Regions from separate parts of the Mus musculus genome. Here region 1 is linked to region 2. A link is a contact called in public promoter capture Hi-C data. All regions are on one chromosome and are shown on one strand. Each heading gives the region's core, a stretch centred on a gene start, on an enhancer-like site or on the middle of the called end of the contact. The rest is flanking DNA. Distances are from core to core; before and after follow the strand shown.

Region 1 (3,831 bases), core at 362-2,861, 110 kb before region 2:
AATAGCTTTTCTTTTCCTCCTCCACACCCCCTGCATATTCTGCCTGTGAAAAGTCTATTCTTGTCTTTTGCCCATTTTATAATTAGACTATGTGTGTTTGACTCTTTTTTGTTTGTTTGTTTTGCTTTGTTTTGCTTGAGATAAGCTTTTGCTAAGTTGTGCTGACTAGCCTGTAATTCACTATATAGATCAGGCTTGTCTTGAAATCACAGAGCTCTTTAACCTGCCTGTTTTTTTGAGAGACATATTCTCTCTATGTCATCCTGGTGGCCTCTAAGTCTTGATGATCCTGCTTCAGCCTTCCCAGTGCTGTGAATTCATCAGGCAAGGCCCTTCTCATTTGACCAACACCCCAGTCCCTCCATTTCATTAAAAACAAAAGACAAAAAACAAAACAAAAAAAGCAAGCAAGCAAACAAACACATCATCTGGGCTGGCAAGCTGGTCCAGTGGCTATGAAGCACACACTGTCCTTGCAGAGGACCCAAGTTCCGTTCCTAGCACTCACATCAGATCACTCGCAACTGTTTGTAACTCCACCGCCATTGGAACTGACCACTTCATACACTGACATACGCGTGTACATGTAAATAAATAATAAGAGGCTGGAGAGATGGCTCAATGATGAAGAGCACTGTCTACTCTTCCAGAGGTCCTGAGTTTAATCCCCAGCAGTCACGTAGTGGCTCACAATCATCTATAATGGGATCTGATGCCTTTTTCTGGCCTGCAGGTATACATGCAGATAGAGCACTCATACATAAAATAAATACATCTTAATAAGCAAACAAATAAATAATGCCGGATGTGGTTATGCCTTTAATCCCAGAACTCGGGAGGCAGACTAAGAGGGAGTCTCTGCGAGGTCATGGCCAGCCTGATCTACACAGTGAGTTCCAGAAAAGTCAGAGTTACATAATGAGACCCTACATACAATAATAACAACAATAATAAAACCCTCCTCCCGCGTTTCCTACCATCAGGTATTCACTATAATTCTTGGCTCTCAGGTAATAACGGGCTTTCTCCCTTCATGTAGGTCCTTTTGATTATCACTTCTGCAGAGATTTCTCAGCCTTAATTTTTTCCCCCTGCTCTGTTCTTTCTTATCAGCACTTGCACTGTGTGTTCACTATCAATTTTCTCTTTATTGTCGCAATTCTCAACCCTACTAGTAAGCTCCCAAGTAAACTTCAACCCTAGGCTCTAGAATGTTCCTACCCGGCACATAGGATTCAGTACATTTGTTGCTTGACAGAATGAAGGGAAGGTGGAATGACACGGCCACTGAAGCTCTAGTTGTGACTTCATGCAGTGTGAGCGCCACCTGTCGGGAAAAACTAGATTTTCTCGGGAACGGAGGAAGTGAGTCACAGGCAGCCGTAGGGGAGAAACAGAAGATGGCCGCCAGACAGGGGGGGTAAAAAAATCCAAAACACCACACCCAGTGTCGGAAGTTAAACACTGGGCGAGTGCTCCCTAGAATGACATCCGACTCCCCAGAAGAAGCGGGGACCGGCGGTGTACCGCTAAAAGGGCTCCCCTGAATCGGAACTGTCCGAAAAGGTTCCGTGCGAGCAGCTGCGGGGAACCACGTGAGGCCGGGGAGCGTTTCCGGTGCGGGCAGTCGCAGCCGGCGGTAAAGCCTTGTCATCTGAAGGGGTAAGAGGGGTCAAGTTGAGAGTCAAGGAGACAAGTTGAGGGTTTAGGTGAATGGGGAGGGAGGTGGGCGTTCACTAAAGGGTGCACTCTCCGCGGGGTGTTAGGGAGATGGCAGGCAGGGAGATGGCAGGCTGTGGCCAGGTACAGACCTGTCAGCTTGATACGCCACGTGGGCTCGCCTTTGTCCGTGGCCGCAGTTCCTGTCCGGCTCGCGGCAGGGCTATGCCTTATTCTCTTTCCAGTCCGCTGTTGGGCACAGAGTTGGTACTCGGGTGGTGCTTGCTGAATGAATGAATGACACTCTCTGTGTGTGTGAATGTGAGTGAAGAGAGAAAGAAAGAGAGATCGGTATGCAGAGGCTTTCATAGAGGATGTTTCAGCCATTTCTGAATAATCTTTCCTTCAGACATTCTCCAGCTAGTCTGTGGCTTCTGTCTTTCTCTTTATGGGGGGCGCGATTGCCACTTAAGGCCTGCTCTTTGCTCCTATTGACTGCGAGACCCCGTGGTTTGGTATCAAAGATAGGTGGACTGGCTTACAGACCGGGCAGGCGAGAGGGACAGGAAGTCAGGAACAAAAATGATCATGCAAAGGTTCATGCATGCCCTAGCTCACATGTGAACCCCAGAAGGTAATTTTGTGGAGCGGGTTCGTGGGACCCAACACATGCTTGTAGTACAACTCAAGGTCTGCTAGGCCGTCTAGCTGGCTCAGGCCTCATTCTTAGGGTATAAAATTAGAGGTGAACCCAAGTTTAGAAAGACAGAGCCAGGAGCCGGTGTTGCTGTCCTCTTAGGTATCGTCTTTCAAGGTGGAGTCTCCTTTCATCTTGTGAGGCAGTGTACCCTGGAAATGGAACATTCTGGAATGGATGTTCTCCAGGTGTCTTCTTCCTGGATGATGCCCCATGTTAGGTATTGGGCTGTGGTTTTTCTCATAATCCACAGTTCATTGGTTAGTTACAATACTCATTGCCCTTTCCCCATAATATGTAATTTAATAAATGTTAATTGCTAGTCTTACATAATGGACTTTCAAGTTTTTATCTTTTTATTCTCTGACAATTTTCTACATGTATGTGATATATTTAGTCATTTCACCCTCTCCCCTTACACTCTCTCATCTAGCCTGAATTCTTCCAACAAGTTCTCTCCTACTTTCATGTCTTATATTTTTTCTCTCTGTGTGTGTGTTTGTGTGTGTTTGAATGAGTTTAATTGGAGTTGCTTGCTTGATGGATAGAGGAGTTATTTGCTGTGGCATGGACAGTTTACCCATGGCTACATCAGTGAAGAGTGCCCCCCCCCCCTTAATTGCCAATAATTGCCAATAGCTCCCAAGGCAGGGATAAGGCCTTGGGCCTTCTGAGTCCCTCCCCAATCTATGATAGAACATAGTCATTGTTTGTTTGCTTTCCCATTTTCTTCTTTTCTTTTTTCCTTTTCTTTCTTTCTTGCTTTTCTTTCTTTCTTCCTTCTTTTCTTTTTTTATGCTTTGCTTTGCTTTTTGAGTCAGGCTCTTATGTTGCCCAGGCTGGTCTGATTTTTTTTTTTTTTCCCTTTTGCCTTAGCCTTCCTAGGGATATAATTACTGGCATGTATCCTCAGGCTTGGCTTTTCTCATTGCATCCTGAGAAGTGTCCCAAATTGCACAGGGCTGGGAAATCTCATTCTTTGTAAAAACCAAAGATGGTTGTCGTGACATATTCTCTAAAACTTTTTTTTTTTTTTTCGTTTTTGGTTTTTCGAGACAGGGTTTCTCTGGAACTCATTTTGTAGACCAGGCTGGCCTCGAACTCAGAAATCTGCCTGCCTCTGCCTCCCGAGTGCTGGGATTAAAGGTGTGCACCACCACGCTCGGCTCTAAAACTCTTGCTGGCTTTAATGTCTGAGGTCAGACCGTCTTGTTCCAGATGTTGCTTTCCCTAGGAAAACCACACCAGTGCAACATCCCCTAATCTGTTTTACTGAAAAAGGTGCTGTCTTTTTGGTGTGTGTATGTCTTAGTTTACATCTCTTTCCTTAGCTCCATCCCAGTAGACGCTCAATAGGAGGTTACTAAATCAATGGAATAAACATTTCAGTTCCTGTTTTTGAGCCCTCCCCCACTTCAGGATATTAATTTGTGGGTGAATGAGCTGGGCAGGGATTGGGATTTTACTGGAGAGAT
Region 2 (4,044 bases), core at 970-3,469:
GTGTTTTACAAAGACTTTTTACATTTCATTGAGTATGAACTTAGATGATAGTGTGTGTTTTATGAAGATTTACAAAGAACTCCTTTAAATAATTTGATATTGATAACAACCCTTCAGAGGATTTATTTATCCAAAAGTCAACAGTTAGTAAAGGGCAGAATTGTAATTTCTAGTTTGTTGAGACAAGGTTGCAGGGAGCATGGGCTAACCTTGAATTCCTGATCTCTTGCCTCCATGTCTCAAATGCAGGGATTGTAGGCATGCATCACCACTGCCTTGTTTAGATTCTATACTCTTTGTAACACAGTTGTATATGGCAATATGACTGGGCAAAGAAGCAGCTAAGCTTCTGCCTATGTTATACATACATATCTCACCTAGAGTTCATGGGCCATGTGTGACCAATGATAGATACTAGTGAGGCCCAACACACTTGTAGATGACAGTGGCAGATTGCAATACTAAAAGGTTGGACACTTCTAGTGTGCATTGTCACTGTTGCCCTTGGGGTATAATAGAATTTGGTTGTGAGTTTTTGTTAAATGATTCTCAGAGCCACTTACTAATTGTTGTGACTTGTTATTTGATTGGGGTTGTTCTTTGTTTTTTCTCTCATTAATGTAACTGATTTGCTGGCTTCGTATGTTGGATGTGACGGGTGGGTTCCTTCTCTTGATTTCTTTTATTCACCTGTTTTTCTCAAATATATTCTTTTCTGGGCTCTCATGATTGAGACTTTTTTCTTCCTTTGTGTGTAGTATTTTTTTTCAGATCACAATTTCCTACATTTATACTAATGATCCTAATCACACCCTCATTACCTTCATTGGTCTCACTTCCCTACCGGGAATCCTATCTTCTCAGCTTGTACTCTTCCTGCCTCATGTCTATTGGATAGATTCCTTGTGCTGAGTTTGATTCTTTCTCCTTCCCTTAGTTTTTAGGTTTGCCTCTGTCCTTTCCTTTTCTATTTTGTTTGTTTTTGTTTTTTCCAGACAAGGTTTTTGTGTGTGTGTGCGTGTGTGTGTGTGTGTGTGTGTGTGTGTGGCCCAGGCTGTTCTGTAACTTGCTCTGTAGACCAGCCTGGCCTCAAACTCCCAGAGGTCTCTTGCCTTTCCCTCCTGAGTGCTGGGATTAAGGCATACACCACCATGCCTGGCTTACATTTGCCCTCTTGATCATATTTTAATGCCTTAAAAAATTATATGTGTGTTTTGCCTGCATATGTGTTCCATCTGCATGCCTGGTGTTCATGAGGGTCAGCAGAGACTGTCAGATCCCTAGGAATTGGAGTTACTGATTGTAATGAGCCACCCATGTTGATGCTGAGAGCTGAACCCCAGTCCTCTGAAAGAGCAGCCAGTGCTTTTTACTGTTGAACCAGCTCTCTAGCCCCTGTATCTGAGGTTGTTTGTTTGTTTTGTTTTGTTTTAGATATTTTCTTTATTTACATTTCAAATGTTATTCCGAAAGTTTCCTATACCCTCCCCCTGCCCTGCTCCCCTACCCACCCACTCCCACTTCTTGGCCCTGGCGTTCTCCTGTACTGGGGCATATAAAGTTTGCAGTACCAAAGGGCCTGACTCTCTTCCCAATGATGGCCAACTAGGCCATCTTCTGCTACATATGCAGCTAGAGACAGGAGCTCTGGAGGGTACTGGTTAGTTTGTTGTTCCACCTATACAGTTGCAGACCCCTTCAGCTCCTTGGGTGCTTTCTCTAGCTTCTCCATTGGGGGCCCTGCGGTCCATCCAATAGCTGACTGTGAGCATCCACTTCTGTGTTTGCCAGGCACTGGCATAGTCTCACACGAGACAGCTATATCAGAATCCCTTCAGCAAACTCTTGCTGGCATATGCAATAGTGTCTGGGTTTTGTGGCTGATTATGGGATTGTATCTGAGTTCTTGTACTTATTTTTCTTCATTGGTGTTTGAATATAGTGTTTTGTCAGCCTTGTTCTCTATTCTTGATATTTTTTCACAGCATCTTACCATGTACCCATGGCTGGCCTGGAACTAACAATATCAGTCTGGCTTCAAACTCAAGGAGATCTGCCTGCCTCTGTCTCCTGCAGTTAAAGGCATGCTCTACTGTGCCTGGCTGGCTCTCTGATCAGTTTTTGCCTAGTAAGCTTCTGAAATCTCTTTCAGACTAGGGATGGCTTCCCCGTTTGGTATGTTGAGTTGAAGAGGCCTAGAGCAGCTGTCAGTCTTTCAGTCTGAGTCATGTTGCTGTCTTTCCTCATGGTCATACTTCTATGTTGTTATTTGTGCCTCTGTGCTGTGGATGTCTCTGCTAGTTTTATTTAGGGATTTTACTGAACAGCTTATTCTTGAGGACTTAGACTCTACCTAGTACCACTGAGAGAGAGAGAAGCTAGCTGTTGTAATAGTTACACCAAACTGAAAAATGTAGAAGAATATTTAAAATGGATTGAAGACCACTGACAAATTCCCAATGACCATAAAATAGAAAATGTAGAGTGCTGTCAAATGTTAACAAACCAAAACCAGAAGTTTCACAGTGATGAAAAATTTAAGGAAACAAAGTTAGAGATGACATGGTAGGTAAAGTCTTTGCCATTCAAGTGTGAAGCCCTGAATCAAATCCCCAGAGCCCATTGCAGACTCAGTGTGAGATGGGAAGTGGAGGCAGGAGACTCTGGTGTGAGAGCTTCTGTCTCCAACACGGTAGGAGGCGAGGACTGACACCGACCTCCATGCAAACTGCTCACTTATACTCACACACACGAACTTGAACATGTGCATGTGTACACACAAATCTAGTTATGGGCAGTTTGGCCATATTTGTGGAGCAGTGCTTTCATGTATGCCATAGTCAAGTGACCTCTTTTTTTTTTTTTTTTTTTTTTTTTTTTTTTAATCAAGATAGAGTGAAAAAATTTGGGAAAGGATAAGTTCCTAGTTTTTGTAATTTAAGGCATTTTTTGATCTCCTGCAGGTTCATCTTCCTTCCTGTACAGTATTTTCTAACTTTCCAGTTTTTAAAAAGAGTACTCTTTCTCGTGTTCAAACCATGGATTTTTCTCCCAGAGGTGGATACTTTGCCTTAGGGAATGAAAAGGGCAGGGCCCTGATGTATAGGTAAGTATTATTTATATTTAAAGTCAGATCTCTAATAAACTGCTCTTTAAAGTGTGAAGAGAATAGTCTCAATTTTATAGTTATATAAAGAATTTAATCTTTTAATTTATTGCATGTTCAAGCCTGTCTATCATTATCTAACTGCATAATTCTCCCACAAATGTGTGTGTGTGTTGTATAACTAGTGTTTTTCCCCAGTAAGCTTTGATTTTTTTTTTTTTTAGAATGCTAATCAAGGAAAAGTAGCCACTTTAACAATACTGTTATTTTTTTTTGGTAGTTTGAGAGATTGACTTGCTGAGTTGACAGTCACTTTTTAATCTTCTGGATTTAAGTGAATTTAAAGGGAGGGGAAAAAAAAGGATGTTTCTGTCCATGGAGCTATAAGCTATAAATAAGGATGTTAGTCACAAAAAGATCCAAAAGTTAGGTCATCTATCTCTGTTTCTCTTCTTTACCCAAATACTTATCTTTAAAACAGGCATAAGCAAGATTTAATTGCACCATTGCTAGAATATGGTGAACGGTGACTCTTCAAGGAGAACTGAAACTTTGAGTGGGAGCCTGCCCTGAATGACAGTCCCTTTCCCTTGTGCTGGGTGTGACTGCTGCACACAACCCTGGGTCTCTGTGCATGCTCCGGGGAGTGCTGCAGGCTGAAGGAAAGGAGGAGCAGAAATTGGTTTAAAAGATAGTAATGGAATGAAAATACAGCAGACTGTGGGTTAAATTGCTACCTATTATGAAATGAGAATGAGTTATACCAGGGTAATTTTGTCAGATTAGTTTGGGAGCAAGCACAGATTTTCCTAAAAGAGCTCTGTGAGAGCTGCTTTGATGCTCTTTAAGCCCCAGAGCATTGTGGTTTTCACATTGTGCTCTAGAGTGAAACTGTCTTGCTGTGCTGGGGATTTGGATTGACAGCAAGCACTTGGAGT

Evidence for each region. Promoter capture Hi-C pulls out the DNA fragments that hold promoters and counts their contacts.
Region 1: a promoter capture Hi-C map of macrophages shows a contact between it and region 2, with 5 read pairs. The contact joins the promoter of Nme1 here to the enhancer-like site in region 2. A contact is called at or near these places in 4 of 39 promoter capture datasets (the C10 cell line, liver, macrophages and 1 more), 1 of 115 datasets of contacts at active chromatin or transcription factors (embryonic stem cells) and 4 of 9 other capture datasets (adipose tissue, embryonic stem cells, liver and 1 more).

Annotation. Positions count from the first base shown.
Region 1 is chr11:93,966,052-93,969,882 of GRCm38.p6, reverse strand. Nme1 (NME/NM23 nucleoside diphosphate kinase 1) reads left to right here and starts at 1,611. Exons shown (of 5, transcript NM_008704.3): 1 at 1,611-1,662. Gm35198 (a long non-coding RNA gene) reads right to left here and starts at 1,378. Exons shown (of 3, transcript XR_388959.3): 1 at 1,222-1,378.
Region 2 is chr11:93,861,021-93,865,064 of GRCm38.p6, reverse strand. It overlaps Utp18 (UTP18 small subunit processome component), which reads left to right. Exons shown (of 14, transcript NM_001013375.1): 12 at 2,964-3,106. Among named protein-coding and RNA genes, the nearest start is that of Utp18, 23 kb to the left of the region's middle. Within about 2 kb of position 2,219, at least 20 of the 459 cell types and tissues checked have an H3K27ac peak or open chromatin away from gene starts, as enhancers often do. A contact at or near this core is called in adipose tissue and macrophages, where this site is marked.